Linked DNA regions of Xenopus tropicalis: region 1 is linked to region 2. The links are chromatin contacts, called in public Hi-C maps. All regions are on one chromosome and are shown on one strand. Each heading gives the region's core, a stretch centred on a gene start, on an enhancer-like site or on the middle of the called end of the contact. The rest is flanking DNA. Distances are from core to core; before and after follow the strand shown. Region 1 overlaps plekhg5 (pleckstrin homology domain-containing family G member 5). Region 2 overlaps plekhg5 (pleckstrin homology domain-containing family G member 5).

What was found. Hi-C and Micro-C count contacts between places; a contact is called where the count stands out from the background.
Region 1: a Hi-C map of neurula embryo shows a contact between it and region 2, with 1.8 times the contacts expected there. The contact joins two enhancer-like sites. A contact is called at or near these places in 4 of 5 Hi-C or Micro-C datasets (brain, gastrula embryo, neurula embryo and 1 more).

Annotation. Positions count from the first base shown.
Region 1 is chr7:99,396,692-99,400,962 of UCB_Xtro_10.0, reverse strand. All of the region lies in intron 2 of plekhg5 (pleckstrin homology domain-containing family G member 5), which reads left to right. Among named protein-coding and RNA genes, the nearest start is that of plekhg5, 43 kb to the left of the region's middle. Within about 2 kb of position 1,527, at least 2 of the 11 cell types and tissues checked have an H3K27ac peak or open chromatin away from gene starts, as enhancers often do. A contact at or near this core is called in neurula embryo, where this site is marked.
Region 2 is chr7:99,314,750-99,319,058 of UCB_Xtro_10.0, reverse strand. It overlaps plekhg5 (pleckstrin homology domain-containing family G member 5), which reads left to right. Exons shown (of 22, transcript XM_031905609.1): 5 at 1,103-1,163. Among named protein-coding and RNA genes, the nearest start is that of tnfrsf25, 73 kb to the right of the region's middle. Within about 2 kb of position 2,713, at least 2 of the 11 cell types and tissues checked have an H3K27ac peak or open chromatin away from gene starts, as enhancers often do. A contact at or near this core is called in neurula embryo, where this site is marked.

The DNA.
Region 1 (4,271 bases), core at 278-2,777, 83 kb before region 2:
AAAGATTTTTAAAGTGGAGGAGCTGATTCTTGGGTAGTATCTATTCGCTTGGTGAGAATCAGCTCCATGTGTGTCGGTCTTAATGCTAAATAGTGAAAGTTTTAGATTCTTACAATTATAACCCTTAAGACTGTAAGCTTTTTTACTCTGTAACACTTGTTTGTTAAATTATTGTAACACCACTGATTACAAACATAACAGATTATCAGCATAAGCCACTGCAATAAAGTCAAGTCAAAACCAAATCACAAAGCATCACAGAGATAACAGACTTGCACATCATGCCCTGATGATGCCATGGTGATATAGTGCCCGTGGCAGTGGGTATGAGACCGCTTATTGTCATTCTTAATGGAGTCATTTGGGTGTGTCCACATACAGAACTCGTGCTCCCAATAAATAGTTCCTCTGCTGATGTGGCTTCCAGAGTAGTTTGGATCTCAGCGGGGAATGTTCCAGCTAAGATCATGCAATTTTAGAAGGGGTGTCTGGATTATTTTGGCCATACAGTGTAGAAAAGCTTTCTTTTGCAGGAGGAACAATACATTTAAATGTTTCATGCTTATCCATATGTTTATTGTTTGTCCCAGTTAGTCTCCATTAACCAAGGTATCCTAATTACAACCTGGCCATATAATCTGTATTTAAAGCAAAAGTAACACAAATAAAATAAAAAGCTGTCACACACATTAAAATAAATTGCTCTTCTAACAGCTTTGTAGTTCCTTTAGAAGCTCCAATATATATAAGATGCTTTGCAACAATGGTGGCCTCCATCATGCTCAGATATATACCATATATAAAGGTATAGAATGCATTTTTGCTTTTTCTTGTGTTACTGCCTCTTTTTATTTTGTGATAATGTGCCCTGGCATAATGCACCATCTGTTCCCTTTCTGCCAAGAATTTTTCCTCTGGCTATTTCTGGGGGAAGCCTTTTGTGGCTGGCTGGTGAGGTTATTTATTTATATGAATATATTTATATTACTAACTGGGGTAAAACTATTTAGTAAATCTTTAAATAAAAATTCAAATGTCAGATAAAACAGATTTTATTATATAGATAATATATATAGAATATATCTATATAGATAATATAGATTGCCTTTGAACATTAACAATGAAAGGTATCATTTGTTACTTAATAATAATTTCTATTTTCTGCAAACTTTCCACCAACTTGCTGAAATTTATTTGCGTAAATGTCTTGAAGGCAGATTCATAACATATTAAACATCAGCTTCCCATAAGTGTTAATAGCAACTGTACTTGTTGGCTCTGTTGGTATTGGAGGCTCAAGTTGGCTACAGGGATAACTCTGAATGGTACCCGCCATCTGTTTGATTTTTGTCGTCTTAAAATGTGGGTGGTAGAGCTCAGCAGTTCAAATGCTCTGCAATTTATTGAAATATATCATGGTCCCATTCAAACCATTTCCCTTTATGCAAGTGCAGACAACACAATGAGACTGGAGATAGCGGGATGTAGGGGAGGGCAACACAGTAGGATTCCCAAGTCTCTGCTGCCTCAGCTTCTTTTATCACAAGCAAGTGCATGACAATAACACCGGTGGGTGCCTTTGTGCGATGTATAGATATGTGACAACAGAACAGAGTAATGTAAGTCCCAATTCTCTGCAGTCTGTACAGATAAAGAGATTGATGGTTGCTTTTGGGGTATGATGTGGAGACAGACTGTGACACTGGGTAAACGTCTGTCAGTGAAAATGTTATATGTGTAATTCTGGTTCATTTGCCGGCCCTCTTTTGTAAGGGGAAGGCTTATACTTGACCATTAAATACTCTTTTAGTGTATTATAGAAAGATCTATTATTTTAATTGATCTTCATTTTTTATTTTGTATGGCTTGCAATTTTTTTTCCTCTTCTGCCTTCAACCTTAAAATGCAGTGTGGTTGCCAGGGTCACTGACACTGGTAATGACAAACTAGAATTAATCTCTGACGAATACATAGTTGCTGGGGTGACAGCAAAAGTGGCCATATATGGCTCAATCCATATGTGGATGGAAATCAGACAGATATTAATCAGCCAGATTTGAGAATACTGTTGGAAGAGCAACGTATCTGCGCATTGATGCGGTCCTTGTAATTCTCAGGGCCAACAATCGGATCATGCCAATTTGGCACTGCAAGTGGGTGGAACAATTGAGCCCAGATCTGCTTGTTTGCCAACCTCACCAAACTAGCACATCTGTCAGTCGGTGTGGCCACCTTAATCCTTTACCTCAATATCTTGTTCTTCTAGTTTTACTGGATTTCTATTTGGCACTTCCCTAGGCACCTCACCTGCCTCTGGATACAAGGCAACTAATGTAAGAGAATGACTGAACCAGAGGGGTGTATTCCAGTCTACTAACTACATGATTGTCCATAGTGCCATTTTAGAGTTTCTAACATTAAATAACAGTAACACCAAAAGCGTTTTAAAGTAATTAAAATATAATGTACTCCTGTCCTGCACTGGTAAAAGTTGTGTTTGCTTCAGAAACCCTACTATAATTTATATAAACAAAGCTGCTGTGTAGCCATGGGGACAACCCTTCAAGCTAAAAAAAGGGGAAAAGGCACAGGTTACATAGCAGATAACAGATAAGCTCCATAGAACACAACAGTGTTTTACAGTGCTTAACCACTATGTAACCTGTGCCATTTAGCCCTATTTTAATTTGAATAGCTGCACTCATGGCCACATAGAAGCTTTGTTTATATAAACTATAGTAGGGTTTCTAAAGAAAACACACAACTCTTACCAGAGCAGGGCAACAATTTATATTTTAATTGCTATGATACATTTTATTTTTTGGTGTTACTGTTCATTTCAATACAATTTAAAAATTTTGAGTGCATATAGCGAATTAGGCTTCATGTTTGTCCCAATTGTTATTTGCTCAGTTCTTTTTGTGTAAGACCACAAACTATGGCCATTGCACGACCCTGGCAGAAAAAAGTGGCAAGTCTTTTCACCTTGATCTCCCAGATAGTGTGAAATTTGTGCAGACAGGAAGTGGCTAACACCCTGGTTATCCCACTGTGATTGGATCTGTCAATTGCAGCTGTTCTATGAATATTGATTTATTACTAAATGGGGTATATAACAAACAACATTAATAAAAAAAATGACACTGAACACTTTTTCCCTTTCACATATTTCATAAAGTTTTACCAACCTGTAGTGCCTTCTCTTAACAAGTGTGTCTTTATAGTTCATTACGGAAAGGGAATTTGTGGCAATTTGCAGACCAAATTTCATCCTCTCCTCATGTTTAATGGTTTCTCAACAGATGACTAAAGAGGTAGTTTACCTTTAAAATAACTTATGTAATATATAATAGTTTTATTACAATTACAATGTATTCTGAGACAATATGCAATTGGTCTTAATCTATTTACCCTAAAAACCAAGCAGTGCTTTAAATGAGAGACTGCAATATGAATAGGAGAAGGTCTGAATAGAAAGGTAGGTAACTACAAGTAACAACATTGCAGCCTTACAGAGAAGAAGTCTTTTGGCAGCTGGGGTCAGTGACCCCCTTTTGAAAGTTGGAAAGCTGGCAAAAGAAGACAGTAATTTAGAAACAATAAGAAATAAAAAATGAAGACCAACTGAAAAGTTGCTAAAAATAAGCCATTCTACATTGGCTGTACAAGGGAAAAGACCAATTATGGAATCTCTGATCACAGAAAGTATTAGTGACCATGGCACAATAATTTCTGTCCCAAACAGTTATTCAGTGATCAGATTATGAAATGAACCCACATACATGTATGGCCCTCTTTAAATGCCAGGGGCTTTTGCCACCCTTAGTAAAATGCCACCTTAGGCAAGGTTTTCTACCTGCTTAATGGCAAAAGTGCCTATGATTACTGTACTGTATGTACTGTTTATGTGGCAACATTAACCCTTCCAAATCCTAATTAGCATATGCTAATTCGGATTCGGTTTGGCCAGGACCGTATATTCAGCCAAATTCAAACACTGCCGAAAAAGGATGAATCCTGGCCAAATACCAAACTGAATCCTGGATTCGGTGCATCCCTAGTTTTTATGCAACCAAAACTTGCCTCCTTACCAGAAATTCAAAAACTCCTTGAGGATACGGGGAGCAACATCGAAGGGATTGGGGAGCAACCTGTTTGCTTTAAAAGTTATACTGTCCCATAAAATTCTAATTTCAGCTCTTTAATGAAAGGTGAAAAATTATTGAAACTTATTATTATTGAATTTGTTTGGCTAGTAATGGTATAACTCA
Region 2 (4,309 bases), core at 1,464-3,963:
GTTCAACGATTTCATTTTGCACTGTGACTCTGTACCGCAGACACCATTACTGAGAAAGTAGCTTGAGGCCTCTCTGTGTTCAATATTGGTGTCTGTAAGTACAGACCTGCAGTGCAGAATGAAATCAATTAACACATACGTTGTTGTACATAGATCAGATACAGCTGCAATTGGTACTGCAAACAATTGTCCAACCAGGGATTCTTACTGTATGGTTTGGGACCCAAAAAGGCCCCTCATGCTTTTTAGGTTGGGTCTTTATGAACCCCCAAATTAATGTGATTGCAGGACAAAAAAATAACCCAAAAAAAATATTTTTTGTTTTATTAAAGAAAACATAATTCTAAGCAACGTTGCTATATACATTCATTACACATTTGTAATGGTTTTTAAGTTATTTGTATATATAATTGCAATTAAGCAGTGTTTGTCTTTCCTTTTCAATCCTTTGCTCTGGGGGCTCTGGCATTTGAAACAATGTAACACAAGGCAGCAGACTGACAGACCTGTCATGCTGGAGGAGACTGACTTTTGAAAAAGTCATAACCAGGAGTTAAGCAAATGCTGTGTTCCATTGGAGTTACATTTACAAATAACTTTTGTAGCACAAAAATTTATACTAGAAATATTTTTTTTTATTAGGCAAAAAAATATTTTTTGGGTTGACGTGTCCTTTAAGGCAAAGGTCACATAGTTGATTTTGCATAATTTAGGTTCCCCGAAAAGAAGAAGTATAAGTTAGTTCTAACCTATGTAAGATATGATACTTAATCTATGAATCGGGACCCAAATCTCCATGCAATTGAGGGGTGGGTTTCCATGGACCCTTTAATGCAGCCCAATGTCTTCCTATAATATATTAATTAAAATAAGGTACATAATTAATTTCAGCCCTGCAGTAGGGCAGGAAGGGATGGCTCGGGTGCAAGCAGGAGACTAGCAAGGCTCATACTGTCCCAGCCCTCCAGGGAACAGAACTGGCGTCTCTGGGATCCAGCCTGTTGCGTGATTCAGCGATACTCCCTCGCACCCTTTGATGTGTCACTTCAGCTTTCCTTCACTAATACGTCGGTTTTTTTGCCTTTCACTTTCCATCCTACAGGGACAAGAAAGCTGCAGGCCTGAAATTAAGCAAGAAGAAAACCAGGAGAAGGCACACAGATGTAAGTAGAAAAAAAACTAGTTCTTTAATGACCAGAAGATCTTTTTACATGGACGTCTTGAATATGTAATTCCTATTTCCTCCCAGGAGTGGAACATGCAGCTGGGTTTTTAGTGAAACAAAACAAAACCAAAAATTTCTTTTAAGACCAGCATAAATTGTAAGATTGATTTAAAAAATATGTATATATTTCGCCAATATTTGCAAAAAGCAGAACATATAGAATGCTACACAACTGCCTTTTGCCTTAACCTATGTAACCCCTTCCGTTTTTAAATGAAGGCTAACTCCAAAAACAATAACTCACAAGGTTGCAATGTTACAGCTTATTCCCAGGGGTCAATACCCTGCTAGGCCTCAGCTGTGCAACACATTTTACACCTGAGCTCCAATTCCTCTGGCGTATGCTTAGTTCCATGGTGATGCCCATGGCGGCCACACCTTGCCTTTAGTACATTGTGTTTGTATTACAAATTTATAATGCAAGCAACAAGTCACTGTTCAGCCTTACTTTATGGATTTGTTATAATTACCTAAAATAAAAGGAGACATTTGCTTCTGATCTTTCATGTGCCCAGCTGGACCCCACTAGAGGATCTACATTTTCTATATTTATATCCTTGCCAGTCAGGCCCGTATTGAAAATCTGTGGATACTGGCAAATGCCAGAGGGGCTGCTGTAAGATGCCAGAGACAATCATTATTATTAGGCAGTTGGGGTTGTTGCTTGGGCCTCTGTGTACTTGAAATGCCAGGGCCTATTTTGAATCATAGTCCAGACCTGCTGCCAGTTCAACAATTAGAGTAGGATTTGGGGTGAAATTTTTCTTGATACACTTTGGAGTACTTTAGCAGGGAGGACAGTAATGACAATATTTTGTATACAGCATCAATAAGCTTATCATGAGCAGGACAAATGTTGATGCGGAAATAGGGCTTAAAACCAGAATAGGGCTTGAAACACATCAACACTAAATTAAAACACTAGTTAAAATACATGATCTTATCTCCCACAATTGGCAGATACCTTGTTTAGTTGAGCTGAAAAAACTCTACCATGTATCTTATTAATAATAACTGAAGATTTTTCTTTTTAATATACCAAAATCTAATGGCCAGTTGTAGTAACTCAAAGTAAGAAGCGAAATGCCCTATAAACTATATAAAAGCAGAACACTATTTTATACACTTTATGCAAACAAAGACTTGTCATCACACTCTTATCTAATATGTTGTTACTAGTCCGGGGTGCCAGACTCCAGGCATCAGCAAATGCAGTGACCACCCATGCAGGGGTGAGACTGTAGGCTGCTGCTCTGGGCATGTATACTCATGTGAGGATACTCTGCAATCCCACCTCAGTCCAGAATTATTAATAGCCAATGCCTCTAGAATGTCAACCAGTCCCAAACAAGACTAGAAATACTGTGGCACGGGAAAGACAATCTTTACCTTTTAATGGAACTTGGTAACATGTTGGCTTAGCAACAATGGCTGCAGTCAGTAAGGAGGAATGGGCATTGTTCTTCTTAGCCTGTTTAGAACAATGTCAATTTAAGTTTAACATCTGCCTTTGCACGAAAAACACCAGGATGAAACCTGTCTCCATGTGAAACAGTGCCCAACTCCCATTACCTCCATACAGTGACTGCACTGGATTAAATTACAAATTACTACTATTACTATTTCATGAAAAGTCTTCTTCCCTGAAGGCATAACAATGCAGAGCTGCTTAGATTAGCCAGCCATACTAATAACAATGATATCTAATCTAGAAATGAAAACACATTTTAACTTGTTTACTATACATGAAAGCCCAGTTGGCTTGTACAGATCTAACCAGATAAGGTACAATTAGAGTGTGGCTTATGATGGAAAGTGCTGCATGCTTACTGTATATATGACTACAGGAATAGTAAACATAACATTCAGATTACTGTTTAATCAATTGAAAACAAAGGTATCAGTATAAAATATTTTTAACCTTTTTAATGTCAGCACCTTTTCATCTTGCCATTCCACTTGTTGCTATTAAGCACACTGCATGCAATAGGTCAAAGGAGAACCCTGAACAGTAGAATATAGGGCTTTGGAACAAGGATGGTTTTTTACCAGCTTTATAAATGCTATGGTTGTTGGCATTTTAAGTGTTCATTATGGGCATTAGCAATGAGGCATGGACTCACCAACCAAAGTTTTTGTGAAACTGCCCAAAAAATTCGGCACATCAAAAAAATTGCGGTTGTGTCAAATAATCCGCTGTTGCATCAAAACCGTTGTCTTTTTTTCATAAAAGTCATCCGCTAGCTGCATTTTGGGAATTTTTCGCCATTTTGCAAATTTTTCAGCAGTTCCACAAATTTTTTGGTGAAGCGGAATGGGACAGATCACTAATGGGCATGTCTGATTGTTCTATCAATTGGCTATACATACAAATGCCCAAATTGGATTTATCCAGTTAAAGGTTGCTAAGACCAACCAATCAGAATTCTTTGCTGTGTGGATGATAGCCAGAGGCCCCATTGGTCAACCTGTCTTCCAACTGGCTGATGTGGTTCAACTGCAACAAAGTTTGATTAGCCAGATCACTCTTTAAAGGACAAGTCAATCAAAAATATAATTTTTTGCCAATTTAAAGAAAACATAATTCTAAGCAACTGCAATACACATTTATTCCAAATTTGCTTGGTTTTTAACTGAAAAAAAGCTTTGTTTCTTAACCACCTCCATTTGTGTTTGGAGTGCGCACCCACCAGAGAAATTGTGCTTGTGACTGCTGGGTCTCCCTTTGCTACGGATCTGGGGCGCTGCACCCAGACCATTGGATCAGTGTGGTGAAGGACCGGGGCAAGGCACCTGGGCCGATTTTATGAAGGGGTGAGCAAATGCTTTGACTTGCTGTTTAAATTTTGATTAAATTTATTGCATGGCTTAGAGCAGACTTTGAATAATTGTAATACTAAGAATTGCCATGACAAGTAGCTGCTACTAGTAGCTCCGTGTGTCTTCACCCTTAGAAGCAGTGTTTGCCTGTCATTTCTATTCCCTGCCCTGTGGGCTCTGGCATTTGAAACAATGTAACACAAGCCAGCAGAGTGACAGACCTGTTTTGTAGAGATGTTCGAGCAGACGAAAATTCGACCCGCA